Regions from separate parts of the Mus musculus genome. Here all the other regions are linked to region 5. Evidence: chromatin contacts called from public Hi-C and HiChIP or PLAC-seq data. All regions are on one chromosome and are shown on one strand. The core of a region is the stretch at or near the end of the contact, and the rest is flanking DNA. Distances in the headings are between cores, read along the strand shown. Region 1 has its middle 36 kb from the start of Slc24a5. Region 2 holds the start of Slc24a5 (solute carrier family 24, member 5). Region 3 holds the start of Sema6d (sema domain, transmembrane domain (TM), and cytoplasmic domain, (semaphorin) 6D). Region 4 has its middle 65 kb from the start of Gm39920. Region 5 has its middle 29 kb from the start of 4930517E11Rik.

Region 1 (2,700 bases), core at 77-2,576, 930 kb after region 5:
AAGTCCTGCAAAGACATAAACTAAAACTACAATTTTCTGTGCGGTATCCAGGAACAGATAACTGAAGAGCCTCCCACGGGAAAGGCGTTCCTGTTTCCTCTTTTCATAATAACAGAAAACAAAGGCAAGCTTCCATGATGAATGTGGATTTTATTCTCTCTTTAATGCGCCTTACTCCGGATGTTACAAACACTGTTGTGTTTGATGTGCTCTGCTGCCCTTTCATTCACATGCTGCTCTCAGACTTTTGAAAAATAATGGGAAAGGGCTGAGTTAGGTGGGAATTCGTGTGCTGAAACTTAGGTGGCATTTGGTTAAGATATCAACTATAGAATCATTTGGGGGTCAGACAATGATAGCAATGATACATTGAATTGTTGAGCTGGTGATTGGCGGGCCTGTGAGCTTAAAGGCCCCCTCTCCTTTCCGGCTGTTGCCAACACCAAACTCAGAAACAAAAGCATAGTGCACCAGGGGAGGTCCTTCTCCTGGGAGCCCACAAGCACAAAGTCAGGCAGGCTGCCCATGGCAGCCGAGGTTGGAAACTTGGCACTTTCATGCATGGGTCAGAAGCGCCAAAAAGAATAAAGAGCCAGAAGGTGGATCAGTCTCTTTATCCTGGACATCCATCATTTCTTCCTAGATGATTCCGACAGTAAGAGTGGCACTTGTCCAGGGGAGTTCCCTCTCGGGTCATATCCTCATAAGTCATGATGTGCTTCCCTCCCACAAGTCCACACCAAGGACGAGCACTTCAGGTTGAACAGGGAGCCACTGTAGGCACCTAAGAGGGATGGCAGAGCCTGGCACTGACGGAGACGTCTGAGGAGACAAAAGACACTGTCCAACAGGCTGAAGTTCAGAAACGTTGATGCCTCATTCCTTATAACATTTCCTATCGACTTGGAAAAAAATCATTGTAATAAGAAGTCTGACACTGCAGTCTTCACAGAAGAAACAGAAGAGAAACGGACCAAGCTGGAGGTGGCTCACACAGAGGGCTGTGGAGATGAAGCCACCTGGGGGTGATTCAGGAAGATGGTACAAGGTTAAAGGAAAGCATCCAGGAACTCTGGCAGGCTAAGGGAGCCTGGAGGAGCAGCCTTGAGAATCAAAGCATGGCTGCTCTTTTTTCCCCCCCTGCCTAAATCATTATATATTAGCTACAAATTTAGTTTGTTGGCCAACACTCAAAAGTGACATATGGCCAATAAAAGGTTCGGAGTTTTCCATCTGCTGCTCAACTTTATCGTGGCTTCCACACACACAGCACCATGTCAGGGCGAGCACGCGTCAGAATCCTTTCCTGCGCCGGCACAGCCTGTTAAATGGGCACTGTTCTAAGACAGCATATGCCACCACCACAGCAGAAGGCCTCACAGGTTGATATGCTCGTTCTTTGAAATCTGTTCCACTCTCAGATCCAACTGTCTTCCTGAAGCTTCAGGACAAAAATGACTGAGCAGAACCCTCTGCAATGTCCCAGGCAGTGGCGCAGTAACTGCCACAGCGCAGCACCCCAGAGGCATTGTCTAGATACTCAGCAGAAAGCTTGTGAGACAACACTCTGGGTACTCGATAAAACCCAAAGCCAAATGCAAAGGAGTTGGCAAGAGCCGGGGCTAGGATTTGGAAACTGTATCCATTGGCATTAAAACGCAAAGAGAAGTCGTCTATTTTCCTGGCTCTGGATCTTTCATTTCCCCTACCTTGAAACTAGAATTGTCTGCAGCTGAGCACACCACGGCTAGGTGGCCCAATTTGTAATGTTCAGGAATCAGTCAGCCTGCTTGCTCCTTGTAAGCGCTGTCCTTCTGCCATGCATCTGGAGACACGGTGCTGGCTGGTCCTTTGTGCATTGCAGCTAGGACAGGATTTTTTTATTGCAAAACCTTGTGATGATCCAGACACTCCAAATCATTCTAACCATTTTCTGACTGCTGTGTTCTAAAAAGCACGGCCCTGGAGAGGGAATGAGAGCCATGGTGGTTTCTCTGTTCAAGCAGAAGAAAAGACGATGGGGAAATGGCGATCTGCTGTACCCGCAGGGAATGAGGCGGGAGGGCCGATCCCACAATGCTTTGCGTGATGCTGTATGTATGGTGATGCTGTCTCCCCTCCCTGCTCTGCACCTGTCAGAATCGATTGCTAGAGGCAGAGAGGAAAAATTCGGGTGAGACTCAAAGCACGCCTGTGGCTCCTCTTTGAAGTCTGTTGGCAAATGTTGGGGTAGAGAGACAGACAGGAGAGGAAGAAAGACTTACTGGAACACTACACAGGAACTGACTTAAAAAAAAAAAAAAAAAAAAAAAAAAAAAAAAAGAATCCCTGAGACTGTGAGGTGTCACAAATTCTCACCATGAATCATTTGCAACAGAAATGGGCCCTTGGTCCTGACAGACAGCGTGGATTTAGGAAGATGGATTCCTCCTGAGTTCAGCAAGAGGCTGTGGCAAAGAGGCCAGCAGGGCTTGGGGTTTGGCTGAGACACAGTCCTTTCTCCAATGTGCTGACTTGGTGGAAACTCTGTCCACAGGAGCCAGCCTCTCTGGAGACTCTAATTTTTTAACTCGCGTGTATGTGAGGGAAACTTTAATCTCTCTGCCTCTGACTCATTTATGCTTTAACTCATGCAAGAGTTGCTTTGTTCTGTGTTACTCGACGTCTAGTTAGTTAGAGTTTAATTTAGAAACAGCCCCT
Region 2 (2,700 bases), core at 70-2,569, 970 kb after region 5:
AGACTCCTATAGCTTCTATGCCCGTGCCTCAGTGACCAGGCATCCCAGTCTCGGCTCCACAGGGCACATCCGGAAAGCTGAGTGTCAGAGAGGTTTCCACCAGGAAGGTGCTGGGTGGTTTTTAAACAGCGCAAGCTCATGAACAGCCAGGAGCAGCTCACTCTTTTACACCAGATGCAACAAGCTCTACATCAAAGGCTTGGCACCTTGATTTTTAATTTATCAGTTAATTCATTGTTTGATATTGCATATGTGCATATAATACATTCCTGTCACACCAATTTTATGTACAAAGCAAAGGAATCATAACAGTTGCAAAGCTACAGAATTTCTTCATGGCAGTTTTTAATCTCAGTCCAAGAAATAAGTAATGCCAGACAGGTGACAGAATAACAGAACAATGGCCCCACGGAAGAGACTGTCCTACAAAGGTTACATTTGCCATATAGTACGCACCAAACCAAAAGAGAGGTGATCTCTGCCTTATAGATAGTGGAAGGAAGGAACAGAGAGGTTAAGTACTTGCCTAAGGTCACACAGCTAAGAAACATTGCTTGAACTCAACCACCCTTGTGGTCTCCCCCAGACCCTGTGCCATCAGCCACAGGTTGCTCCACGGCTACAGGTTTTCAGGATCTTGGCAAACTACAGAATGCATTTGAATGCTGTCTGCCTTGTCCAATTAGCATTTTATACAGCTCCTTCTGGCAAAAAGCACAGCTGATCTATGATCAAACAGCATCCAGTCTGTCTCCTGAATAGTTCGTGGCGCTGTGGGCGGCTCTCAATCCCCATAGCTGCCACCTTCACTCACGCGGCCCTCATTTCCCAGTTCAACTGTTACAGTCACCTCCTAATTGACCTTTCTGTCTCTGGCTCTAACTGTAGATGAACATCCAAATAAAATTACAAAGCGTGCCCTGGTAGGCAGAGTATATATACACCTGCCCAAATAATTCCTAGAAACAACGGCTATTGGGAAGGGGGTGGAGGGCGGGGGGGGGGGGGGGGGGACAGCATCAAGCAAACCCAGGTCCTCTCAAATCTAGAGGAAGTCAAAGGCAGAGTCTGTGTGAAGATATTAAAGAGATCCGGCATGAGCAGAATTGCAGACTGCCTGGGCCTGCCATCAGAGTCCCGCATGGAAACAGCTGTAGTCGGTGTTTATCTGCACCCCTCCCTAACTCTTCCAACTTCCCTAGGACTTGGATCTCCTGATCAGAGAAGCCAGGCTGTCTCCCTTGCTGGCCTCCTAAGCTGCGACACCCCCCTCCCCCCGCAGGCACTGGGGAGGAAGGAGACTGCTCACATGATTCAGCATAAGTCTCCCTTGCTCCCTTCCTGAACCACACACTGCAAAGAGCACGCTGGAAATGCGGACAAAATGGGGCCCAACTTGGACAAGGAGGGTCCTGCTGCTGGGGATCTTTTGGGTCTCTGCATACCTGCCTGTCCGTGGTGTCTCCCTGCCCCCGCGCCTCCCAAGGGCCACAGGTAGGTGGCAGTGGGCCCAGACACCCCAGTCCCACGTAGAGATGTGGGATGGAGAGGGGAATGGCCTTGCCCCCTCCCCATCCCCGACTCCTGCTGTATCTGCTCTGCTTCGGAGCCCTGCCGAGGATGGGAAGCGCTCTTGATCAGCCAATGCGTCCTCAAGAGCGTTCTGTAGTAGTTCAGAGACCAAGGGGTGGACAGGGCTGCTCTTCTTATTGTTGGAGACATGATCAGTGCATTCTTCCCATTTAGAAGCAGACACAGAGAGGCGCTGTAATAATGCCTCCCTCCAACTCTCTTCTATCAGCTTATTTCATGAAATAATCTCTTACAAAGGCTATCTAAGGCTTTGAATCATACTCGTATTTCCACCAACTTCCCCATATCCCTCCCAAATACCCCAGTTTAGGCTTTGTGGGCTTCAGACGTGTGACTCCCACATCTTGTGATCTTTTCCTTTTCCTCGGCAGGAAACAGCACGCAATGTGCTGTCTCTCCAGCATCGGAGTTTCCCGAAGGGTTCTTCACCAAGCAGGAGAGCACGGATGGAGGTATCGTAATCTACTTCCTCATTATCCTCTACATGTGCATGGCCATCTCCATCGTCTGCGACAAGTACTTCTTGCCCTCCCTGGAAATCATCAGTGACTGTAAGTTGCCGGGAAGGTCTCCTATGACCTTCCGGAAGAGCTGTTGTCACACAGATGTGTCCATCTCAGCTGGTGGCAGAGCACCCATGTCTGTCCTGGGGTTCTGTGGGGTCCATCCTGGGAGTCCAGGCAGAAGCACGTTTTTTTCAGTTGTTATTATACATGGCTAGCTTCCAGAAGGTTCCTTTTGTTCCAGCACCCCAGGGGCTGTTAAGGAACAGCACCCCCCCCCCCCGGTTTTTTGTACCACTGGGTGCCTGGTCCTCACTGTTTTCTATTTCAAACCCTTTTCACTTGGGCTCTGTGAGTGGGGCAGAAGGAGATGTGGCCAAGGACCTCCTTTCTCTCTACTCCTTGACTGGCATCCTGCAGTTAAGAGAACTGAAATTCATGAACCAATAAGTAAATAAATTCTAAACTCCAAGTAATGGGACCTCAGCTATCAGGTAATAACAACCCTGGGTGCAAAGTGTTAGTAGATTCTGAAGATAAGCTCAGATACGCAAAGCCTGTGGCGCTGTAGATTTCCCAGAACTCTGAATAGGAAGCATCGCTT
Region 3 (2,764 bases), core at 167-2,666, 550 kb after region 5:
TTTTACTCATGTATTACACTTACACTTTAATTCAAAAGAAAATACGTGTGGACAGTGCATATTTACATTTTTTCAATTTACTGAATGATTGTATTCTCCAGAATTTGAGATGGCTGTTTATAACTTGCCTCCATGGTTCTTAAGTGTACAAACAGAAGCTATTATATTAACCATTGACAGCTTTGGTTGTGTAAAGAGCCATACCCTTGGTATCTCACAATCACGCCTCTCCCATTGGCTCAGAAAACCCAATTTTTTTTTCCAATGAGTTGCTAACATTTACAGATCTTTTAACTCTGTTCTCATAGTTTTATTGGGTTATTGATCTATAGGAACTGTACATATTTAATGTGTGATTTAATATCTGTGAAACATAACTTCAATAAAAATGATGAATATAACCATTTCTCTCAAAAAGTCTCCTTGTAATACCATCTGTTTGAAAGAAACACGCCCCTTTATTTCCTCAATCTAGTTTGGAGCAATATGTCTGGTCAGGGACTCAGCTGACTGATCTAGACCCCAGCCTTGCCCTAAAGTCACCATGAAAGTCAGAGTGAATTCCTTCTTTTTGCCAGCCCTTAGTTTTCCCATTTAACAAAGGAAGGTGTTAAGCTTGAGGGTCCCCAAGGCCTCCTACAGCTCAAAAACAGAAACAATAAAACTAAGAGGGCAGTGTACTTAGAGTATTGGTTTGGGTCTGAATGGTTTTACTTTAGAATCTAGGTGTCCCTAGAGGCTGGGGACCAGCTGGCCTACTCTGTCACTCCCTGCTTTACTGATTGGTTTTCATGGAATCATTTTATTTCTTTTCAATCCCTTTCACCCTAATACAAGGTCACTGACCTCTTTCCACGTTGGTCTTCAAAACACCTAATTCAGAATATAGAACTGTGACTTGGGCGGCGATGCTGGACCTGCAGCAGCTAGATCTAGATGTTTGATGCTCTACGGCAACAGTGGCTGAGGACAAGGTCATCAGCTCTGGCTTTTCAAGACAGTTTAGGTCTTTCCTGGGAGAAAGAAACATGTTGTATCTATGTATTTCAGGACTGGGGGAAGGGATGCAGATTGGAGTTTAATTAAAATTCGGATCCCTCTTTTGCCCACTTCCTTGCCAAGTTGGGAGCCAACCCTTCTGTGTGGGGTTCTGGAGATTTTGCTGTGATAACAAAGAGTTGCCTTCAAAATTCTGGCAAATGTACCGAAAGCCTCAATATGCTCACCAGGTGCTTCAGCGAGGCCTGGCTCGGTGCTGCCTTTTGTCTGTTCTTGCAGATACCTGTCTACCACTGCTAGGTCTCTTGATAAATAGGGAACTATAGAAAGAGGTGGGCAAAAATTTGAGCGGGCTACAAACGAGAAACCAGTTTCACCACAGCGTAAAGGTCTTTCCATAATGCTTTTGTCTTCTAGGTAGCTAAGTGGGACTTCTGAGGAGGGGGAGCTCAGATTTCTTCTTGGCCAACCATGGGGTTCCTTCTGCTTTGGTTCTGCGTGCTGTTCCTTCTGGTCTCCAGGTTACGGGCGGTCAGCTTCCCAGAAGACGATGAGCCCCTCAACACGGTTGACTATCACTGTAAGTCACACAAAGCCATTTCCTCGTTTGCAACGGAAGCCTTTTGTTTGTCTTTGCCTAGGTCTATTCATTTTCAGCATCAGAGACAAATTTTAATATGTCTTTACAATGTTTTGCACATTAAATCATCTGCAGTCTTTCCCTCGGCTGTGCAGAAACTGAGCCAGTTCTGTTGGGCGCCATCCTGCAGCAGCCCAGACATAGAGATTATATATTTTCAGTAAAAAAGAAAAAGACCATTTGCTGACAATTCTCCATCTTTTACTAATTTATATTCAAGACCTTAAGAGAGGAATTTAGTTAAAACCCTTCCTACAAGTGCTATATACAGCTAATCAATGCTGGCTATTGATTCTTCAGCTCTGTAATCCTGACTGATGGTTTAGCCCATTTTTACTTGCAGATTCAAGGCAATATCCGGTTTTTAGAGGACGCCCTTCAGGCAACGAATCGCAGCACAGGCTGGACTTTCAGCTGATGTTGAAAATTCGAGACACACTTTATATTGCTGGCAGGTAATTTTCCTTTCGTTGGTTTATTAGATTAAAATTCTTTTCTCTTGTGGTGCTTGCATTAATGTGTCTAGTTCATGAAAAACTAATATGTGATTGTGATCAAAAACTGCAAGTAGCCAAAAAATACTCTCATGAAGAGCGTGCTGGGTACCAGGATAGAAAGCAAAGTTAAAGCGTTCAGTGTCACATCCAGAAATCACACATCATTATTTTGTCCCAAAGCAGTGGGGTTGGGGGAAATCATTCTTTATTCTTTCTTAACTTAGACTTTTTCAGGCAAATATCAGAAATATGTCTGTGCTTATGCCCAGTCAGTTTGCCCCAAGCCTGGAGAGAAAGGCTGTGCTTGTCCTGGCTGCAGCAATGCATAGAAGCATCTCACTAATGAGAAAGTACCCTGTTGACTTTGTTCAAGTCACAGAGAAGCCAGATGATCTTCAAAGCACAGTAATGGCAGATCTGTAGAGGTGAAACAAGAAACAGCATATAGCATTGATGCATTCGCAAGGTATGACTGAACTGCCTTGTTTCCAACAGGGATCAAGTCTATACAGTGAACTTAAATGAAATCCCCCAAACAGAGGTGATACCAAGCAAGGTGAGCAGCTAGCTACAGAGGGCGAGTGTATCCGCACTCCCCGGAGCTTCAGGAATGCCCCCCCCCCCATTC
Region 4 (2,729 bases), core at 215-2,714, 760 kb after region 5:
TAGATAGATAGATAGATAGTAGATAGATAGATGATAGATAGGTAGATAGGTAGGTAGGTAGGTAGGTAGATAGATAGATAGATAGATAGTAGATAGATAGATAGTAGATAGATAGATAGATAGATAGATAGTAGATAGATAGATAGATAGATAGTAGATAGATAGATAGATAGATAGATAGATAGTAGATAGATAGATAGATAGATAGATAGATAGATAGATAGATAGATACAGACAGACAGACAGACAGACAGACAGACAGATAGACAGATAGACAGATAGACAGATAGACAGATAGACAGATAGATAGATAGTAGATAGATAGATAGATAGACAGACAGACAGACAGACAGATAGACAGATAGACAGATAGACAGATAGACAGACAGACAGACAGACAGACAGACAGACAGACAGATAGATAGTAGATAGATAGACAGACAGACAGATAGATAGATAGATAAACAGACGGATAGATAGATAGATAGATAGATAGTAGATAGATAGATAGAAAGAAGACAGACAGACAGACAGATAGATAGACAGACAGACAGACAGATAGTAGATAGATAGATAGATAGACAGACAGACAGACAGACAGACAGATAGTAGATAGATAGACAGACAGACAGACAGACAGACAGACAGTAGATAGATAGATAGATAGATAGATAGATAGATAGATAGATAGATAGATAGACAGACAGATAGATAGACAGATAGATAGACAGATAGATAACTGGAATGTATAGAAACACTGAGGTCAGAGAGGCAGATCCCCCATGTGGCCTGTGGTAGGGACAACTCTTGGAGCTGAAGTGCCCCATCCTTGGTGACTTTGGGGTGCAGTCTGTTCTTTGTCTTGAGGCTGTATGACCTATAGCTCAGTCCTTGTCACAAAGAAAGAAATCAAACCCTAGAGTGGGGAGCCTGTGTGAGCCACGGTCTACATGGGGCAGAGGTTGATTGAAGGCACAGGGAAGCAGAAATAGACGCAAGGTCATATCTCTGTTAGTCCTGCCTCCAAGTGTCGGAGTCTTTCCAAAATCTCAAGTCCCAAAGGCATGTGCCCACCTGTGTCTCTTCCAAGAGATCTGATTGTTGGGACCAGAATGCATGACTAACACCAGTCACCCTGGGGGATCTGTCTAATGAGATCTATCCTCTATCTACCCAGCTATGTATCTACCTACCTAATTTTCTCTCTTTTCACATTTGTACTTCCCTTCCCTGACAATGAGAAGCCTGACTCCCATTATCTTAAAATGTTTCCTTGTCTGCTCAACATCCCAGGAGGCACCCCACATCCTGTGGCTGACTCACACATCCCTCACCTCCCGCCTCCTCTGGCAGGCTGCCCTCTCCCAAGGTTTTCTGAATTGTTCAGAAAAGGAAGGGATAGGGATATCCCAGGAAGGAAGGACAGGAAAGGGAAGGGTGGGGCATAAAAGGAGAAGGAAGTACCTCTGCCCTTTTGATTATGTAAAATAAGAATGTTTCAGTGCGCATTCCCAGCTTAGTCAGTGCTGTAAGCATGTTAGTCAGAGACACATGGACCTATGCCAAGGGGAAACTGATATAACCATTGGAGGGCACCCTCGTTTCAAGCCTTGGGGCATTGCAAAGAAGCCACTGCTTTGGTCAAGCTTTCTGGCATAACTGTAGCCTCCTCCATAGCAATCTCTGGATACTTGTAACCAGGAAAATAGAGCCTAAGATGTGACTTATACCTTAGGGCGTCTAAGAAAGAGACTGAGCTGCTGTGTTTAGTACCCACAGATGTGAAGGGTGATCACAGAATTCCTGGGGAAAGACGGATGCTCCACCTGATGCCCAGGATGCCTGCTATTTATCTGCACAAGTGCTCTCAAGGGTGTGTGTGCACTCATAGGAGACGCCACCTGCTTTGACAAAGGGCTACCCGTGGGTAGGTTGTTTGTGTCTGTGGCAGTGGGTAGAGGCTGGATACCCAGCTTCACAGTGTGCCCTGCAGCAGCTAGAGCACTTCTCAGAGACCTCCACTCAAGTGAAGCTGGAATTCTTGAATTCTCCACAGAAAAAGAAACTTGGGGTAAGCTTGGAAGAAGCAGAGTAGGAGGGGTGATGATCTTTATGCAAATCTAAGCACAGAGTTAAGAGAGAGGCTCTGGGGAAGGGCAGTATGCTCCGAAGGTGTGGGTTTGCACTTCTCAGATGCATCCACAGTAGCTTCACATAGGATTTCTGTTTATATTCTTCACACGGTTTCTTAGGATACCTTACACACACCCCACACTCACACACACACACACACACACACACACACACACACACACACACACCTTTTCCTCTTGTTGGTAAATGACATCATAGGGTGGCTCTGAAGGTACCATGGACAGGATGGCAGTATGAAAAGGCCACATGGGTCACCAAGGGTTGCACAGGAGACAAAGAAATGTGTACTTTGGTGGGTTTTATTTTTTGATTTCTTGTTTGTTTTTTCTTTAGAGGGAGAGGCTCTTTTGAGATTGATAGAAAAGTGCGAGTTTGTAGCTTGGAAAGTAGCAAGGGCATGTGAGTTATGCCTTAAATATGGAACATCGGTAGTTTAACATTCTTATTTGAATCAATGTTATTTGGGAGGAAAGCAGTAGAAAGGGACTATTGAGCACTGGTTGCTTTTCCAAAAGTCCCAGGTTCAGTTCCCATCAACCTCACAACAGTCTGAAACACCAGTTCCAGGGTATGGG
Region 5 (2,700 bases), core at 147-2,646:
TTTTTTTAAATGGAAGCCATTCAAACATGGATATGAGTATTGTGACTGTGTCTCTCTACAGATGGACTTTTTTTCTTTCAAGGAACAGTACATGTGGGAAAATATATTTTCTTCATTGTTTCTGATCATAAAGTTGTGACAATACAGTTTTATGGAAGGCAGTGCTCTTTTGGTCTTGCCAGGAGGTGTCACTACAGCTCTCTGACTAACAGCACATCCAGTAGGGACCAATTGGTACTCACCTGCATCTTCTCAGAGGCCCAATGTTCTCTCTGCTGGGTTACCCGGAGGAAATGCAATAGGACAGTAGAATTATTTCCAGAATCCTATTTCCCCAAACAATTATTTTTAGGTTGTGAATTAGTTGAAACTAAAAACCCAAACCAAAACAAATGTCTTTACTATTTTGGAAGTAAGTACTATACTTTCTTTTGAGTAATGATCAAACATTGTGAAAAGAAAGAGCAAGAAGCAGAGGAAGGGAAATAGGTGGGTGTAGACTTCTGAAAGAAGTGAAGCCCACAGTGATAGCCCAGGGTGACAGCCCAGGGTGACAGCTTGCCCTGGAGCATCTCCTGACTCAGTGTTTTCTCTCTTGCCTGACTTGGCAGTTGGGCAGTTGGTATTCTGTGTCCTGCCTCTTTTTCCTATCTGGATAAGTCTAATTTTCAAAAAGCTTGTATTAAGAGTTATATACCATCTTTACTTGTTGATTAGTATAATTTCAGTCTCCTCCACAATGTGATAAGATGGGGTAGTTACTGTATTTTCCTATGTAAGAAAAAAATGGACATTGGAAAAATATTGTACACAGCACCCATGTGTACATCATACTTTTATGGGGATTAGGGATTTGACCCATCGGATTTCAACAGCCACTAAAGAATTGTCCCCCTACAGCAGGTGTTCTTTCTGTCTTTTTCTCTGTGTGATCCTGACTGAATTGGAGCTCCACACAATACCCAGTGCTCACTTTGTGTGAACAACACACCTTGAAGGTGTGGCTTTCTCTTTCCTTGTATGTAGTGCTTCGTGAAGAGTCTAGACATTTTGAAAAGTGACCTGATATTTCTGTTTCTAAAATGACACATAAGACCCACAACAATGACCAATAAAGTGGGTGGATGAGACAAAAGATGTGCTCAAGGGTGAGCCTCCCCAGCCTTGAGTCTGGAAAGAAGGAAAGACTGTGGCACACTTGGCTTCACCTAGTGCCGCTGCCTCCACGTGGTCCACTAATCAATGAGCCATGGGACAGAAAGGCTCAGCTTTTTTGTCAAGTAGTAAAACAGAATGGGGGGCTTAGCTCAGCCCGAAGGGTCTCTTTGACTGTTGGGAACAGACTGGCGTTCGTGGAGCTGTGTTTCCTGCCGCCCTCCAGGTGGCAGCCTGGCCCCGCTGTTAGACATGCTCTGGTTTCAACCATTTTTAACATTGCCAGACTCAGGACTGTTTCTCAGCACATTTAATTCCCTGGGAATGATGAACTGCGCTTCAGCTCACTGCACCCTAGGGTGATTGAGCCTGCAGTATTTTGGAATCTGCAGAGACTTTTTGGGCTGTCATTTGATTGAAAAAAGCTGCCATATTTTGGATATTTTGTCCCCTTTAGAGCTGTCCTGGCAGACTGTATCTGCCCAGAAGCAATCTATAGGAGAACACTTTAAAAGCATATATATACTTTCTCTTAAAATATGAGGAACTTAAACAAGCTTACAATTTATTCCATTATTTGATCTTCTATCTATTTCATGGCTTTGTTCTTCTTTGGTTCTGAAATAATATTTCTTTCCACCTGACTTAAAGCAAATCCTCTCTAGAAGGTAGCTTATGTTAATTGACTGAGTATTTTGAAAGAATGCAGGCAGAGCTATGTGGAATGTCTTAATTTAAATGAAGCTGTAAGCCTTTTCATATTGTAAGCAGAGGTATTTAAAAGTAAGATGATTAGAAACTGCTGAAGTTGCACACAATTCAAGAGAATGTGAAAGACGTTAGAATGAGCGGCTGGCACAGGGCTGCAGTGTCCGTGTATTCTAAATATACATGTAATATCAATTATGGAAGAAAACCAACAAAGGATCTTAGGCTTGTCAGCTTGCATTTGTGTGGCTGCTTCTTTTCATGAGAATTTTTAGTAACTGGGAAAAGTGCCAGATACTAAATGCTGGAAAACGACACATGAATAGGATATAGTAGATCTTAGCACTGTTGAGGGGGAAAAAAAAGTCACTTACGAGTTTAGAAAGCTTTTCTCTGTCAGTGTGGCCAAATTCGCGCTTTGATTTGCAGTGGTTTAGACTTATAAGTCACCTGTGGTTGGCTTTGGGCCATGGTTAGTAGCATCTTCAACGGAATCTTCTAGATAACTTCTGAGAACCATTGTTCTCTACCCCTGTGAGATTTGATCCCCTGCCATAAAACATTCTCTCAAGGCAGCTTGTAAGAGCATATAAGCTTGTGTTCTATACAGAACCTTAGATTCTAGATGTGGAAAAAACCTAGCTTTACTGACTCACCATTAGCCGACAGTGAATTTGGTCTCTGAAAGCTGATAGTGTAGTGAACCATTAGGAGAATGGCAGGGATGGGCCTCTCCACTTCTCTTTTCAAGTTAGGTTGTAGCCATTGACTGGGATGTTAATCTATCTGTCTTTTTGTGAATTTTTAATTTAAGTATTATAATTGTGTCTTGTCATT

Evidence for each region. Hi-C and Micro-C count contacts between places; a contact is called where the count stands out from the background. HiChIP or PLAC-seq counts read pairs in DNA pulled down with a chosen protein or histone mark.
Region 1: a contact with region 5 is called in an H3K4me3 HiChIP or PLAC-seq map of forebrain, with 8 times the contacts expected there. The contact joins two enhancer-like sites. A contact is called at or near these places in 11 of 39 promoter capture datasets (the 3T3-L1 cell line, 3T3-L1-derived adipocytes, the C10 cell line and 6 more), 5 of 484 Hi-C or Micro-C datasets (the HPC-7 cell line, bone marrow-derived macrophages, cerebellar granule neurons and 2 more) and 6 of 115 datasets of contacts at active chromatin or transcription factors (SST interneurons, embryonic basal ganglia, embryonic forebrain and 3 more).
Region 2: a Hi-C map of cerebral cortex shows a contact between it and region 5, with 5 times the contacts expected there. The contact joins the promoter of Slc24a5 here to the enhancer-like site in region 5. A contact is called at or near these places in 19 of 39 promoter capture datasets (the 3T3-L1 cell line, 3T3-L1-derived adipocytes, the C10 cell line and 10 more), 1 of 15 datasets of contacts at CTCF or cohesin (large pre-B cells), 1 of 484 Hi-C or Micro-C datasets (cerebral cortex), 5 of 115 datasets of contacts at active chromatin or transcription factors (embryonic basal ganglia, embryonic forebrain, embryonic midbrain and 2 more) and 3 of 9 other capture datasets (adipose tissue, embryonic stem cells and liver).
Region 3: a contact with region 5 is called in a Hi-C map of cerebral cortex, with 4 times the contacts expected there. The contact joins the promoter of Sema6d here to the enhancer-like site in region 5. A contact is called at or near these places in 8 of 39 promoter capture datasets (the 3T3-L1 cell line, 3T3-L1-derived adipocytes, embryonic stem cells and 2 more), 2 of 484 Hi-C or Micro-C datasets (3T3-L1-derived adipocytes and cerebral cortex), 2 of 115 datasets of contacts at active chromatin or transcription factors (embryonic forebrain and neural progenitor cells) and 2 of 9 other capture datasets (adipose tissue and embryonic stem cells).
Region 4: a Hi-C map of the N1E-115 cell line shows a contact between it and region 5, with 4 times the contacts expected there. The contact joins two enhancer-like sites. A contact is called at or near these places in 10 of 39 promoter capture datasets (the 3T3-L1 cell line, 3T3-L1-derived adipocytes, the C10 cell line and 5 more), 2 of 484 Hi-C or Micro-C datasets (the N1E-115 cell line and bone marrow-derived macrophages), 4 of 115 datasets of contacts at active chromatin or transcription factors (cardiomyocytes, embryonic basal ganglia, embryonic fibroblasts and 1 more) and 1 of 9 other capture datasets (embryonic stem cells).

The regions. Positions count from the first base shown.
Region 1 is chr2:125,030,690-125,033,389 of GRCm38.p6, forward strand. No RefSeq gene overlaps it. Among named protein-coding and RNA genes, the nearest start is that of Slc24a5, 36 kb to the right of the region's middle. Within about 2 kb of position 1,327, at least 60 of the 459 cell types and tissues checked have an H3K27ac peak or open chromatin away from gene starts, as enhancers often do. A contact at or near this core is called in forebrain and hippocampal neurons, where this site is marked.
Region 2 is chr2:125,066,808-125,069,507 of GRCm38.p6, forward strand. It overlaps Slc24a5 (solute carrier family 24, member 5), which reads left to right and starts at 1,320. Exons shown (of 9, transcript NM_175034.3): 1 at 1,320-1,494; 2 at 1,965-2,144. The coding sequence starts at 1,374.
Region 3 is chr2:124,652,165-124,654,928 of GRCm38.p6, forward strand. Sema6d (sema domain, transmembrane domain (TM), and cytoplasmic domain, (semaphorin) 6D) reads left to right here and starts at 1,417. Exons shown (of 18, transcript NM_199241.3): 1 at 1,417-1,579; 2 at 1,983-2,094; 3 at 2,632-2,692. The coding sequence starts at 1,471.
Region 4 is chr2:124,857,262-124,859,990 of GRCm38.p6, forward strand. No RefSeq gene overlaps it. Among named protein-coding and RNA genes, the nearest start is that of Gm39920, 65 kb to the left of the region's middle. Within about 2 kb of position 1,465, at least 69 of the 459 cell types and tissues checked have an H3K27ac peak or open chromatin away from gene starts, as enhancers often do. A contact at or near this core is called in the N1E-115 cell line, where this site is marked.
Region 5 is chr2:124,099,710-124,102,409 of GRCm38.p6, forward strand. It overlaps a transcript of Sema6d not described here. Among named protein-coding and RNA genes, the nearest start is that of 4930517E11Rik, 29 kb to the right of the region's middle. Within about 2 kb of position 1,397, at least 22 of the 459 cell types and tissues checked have an H3K27ac peak or open chromatin away from gene starts, as enhancers often do. A contact at or near this core is called in the N1E-115 cell line, cerebral cortex, forebrain and 1 more, where this site is marked.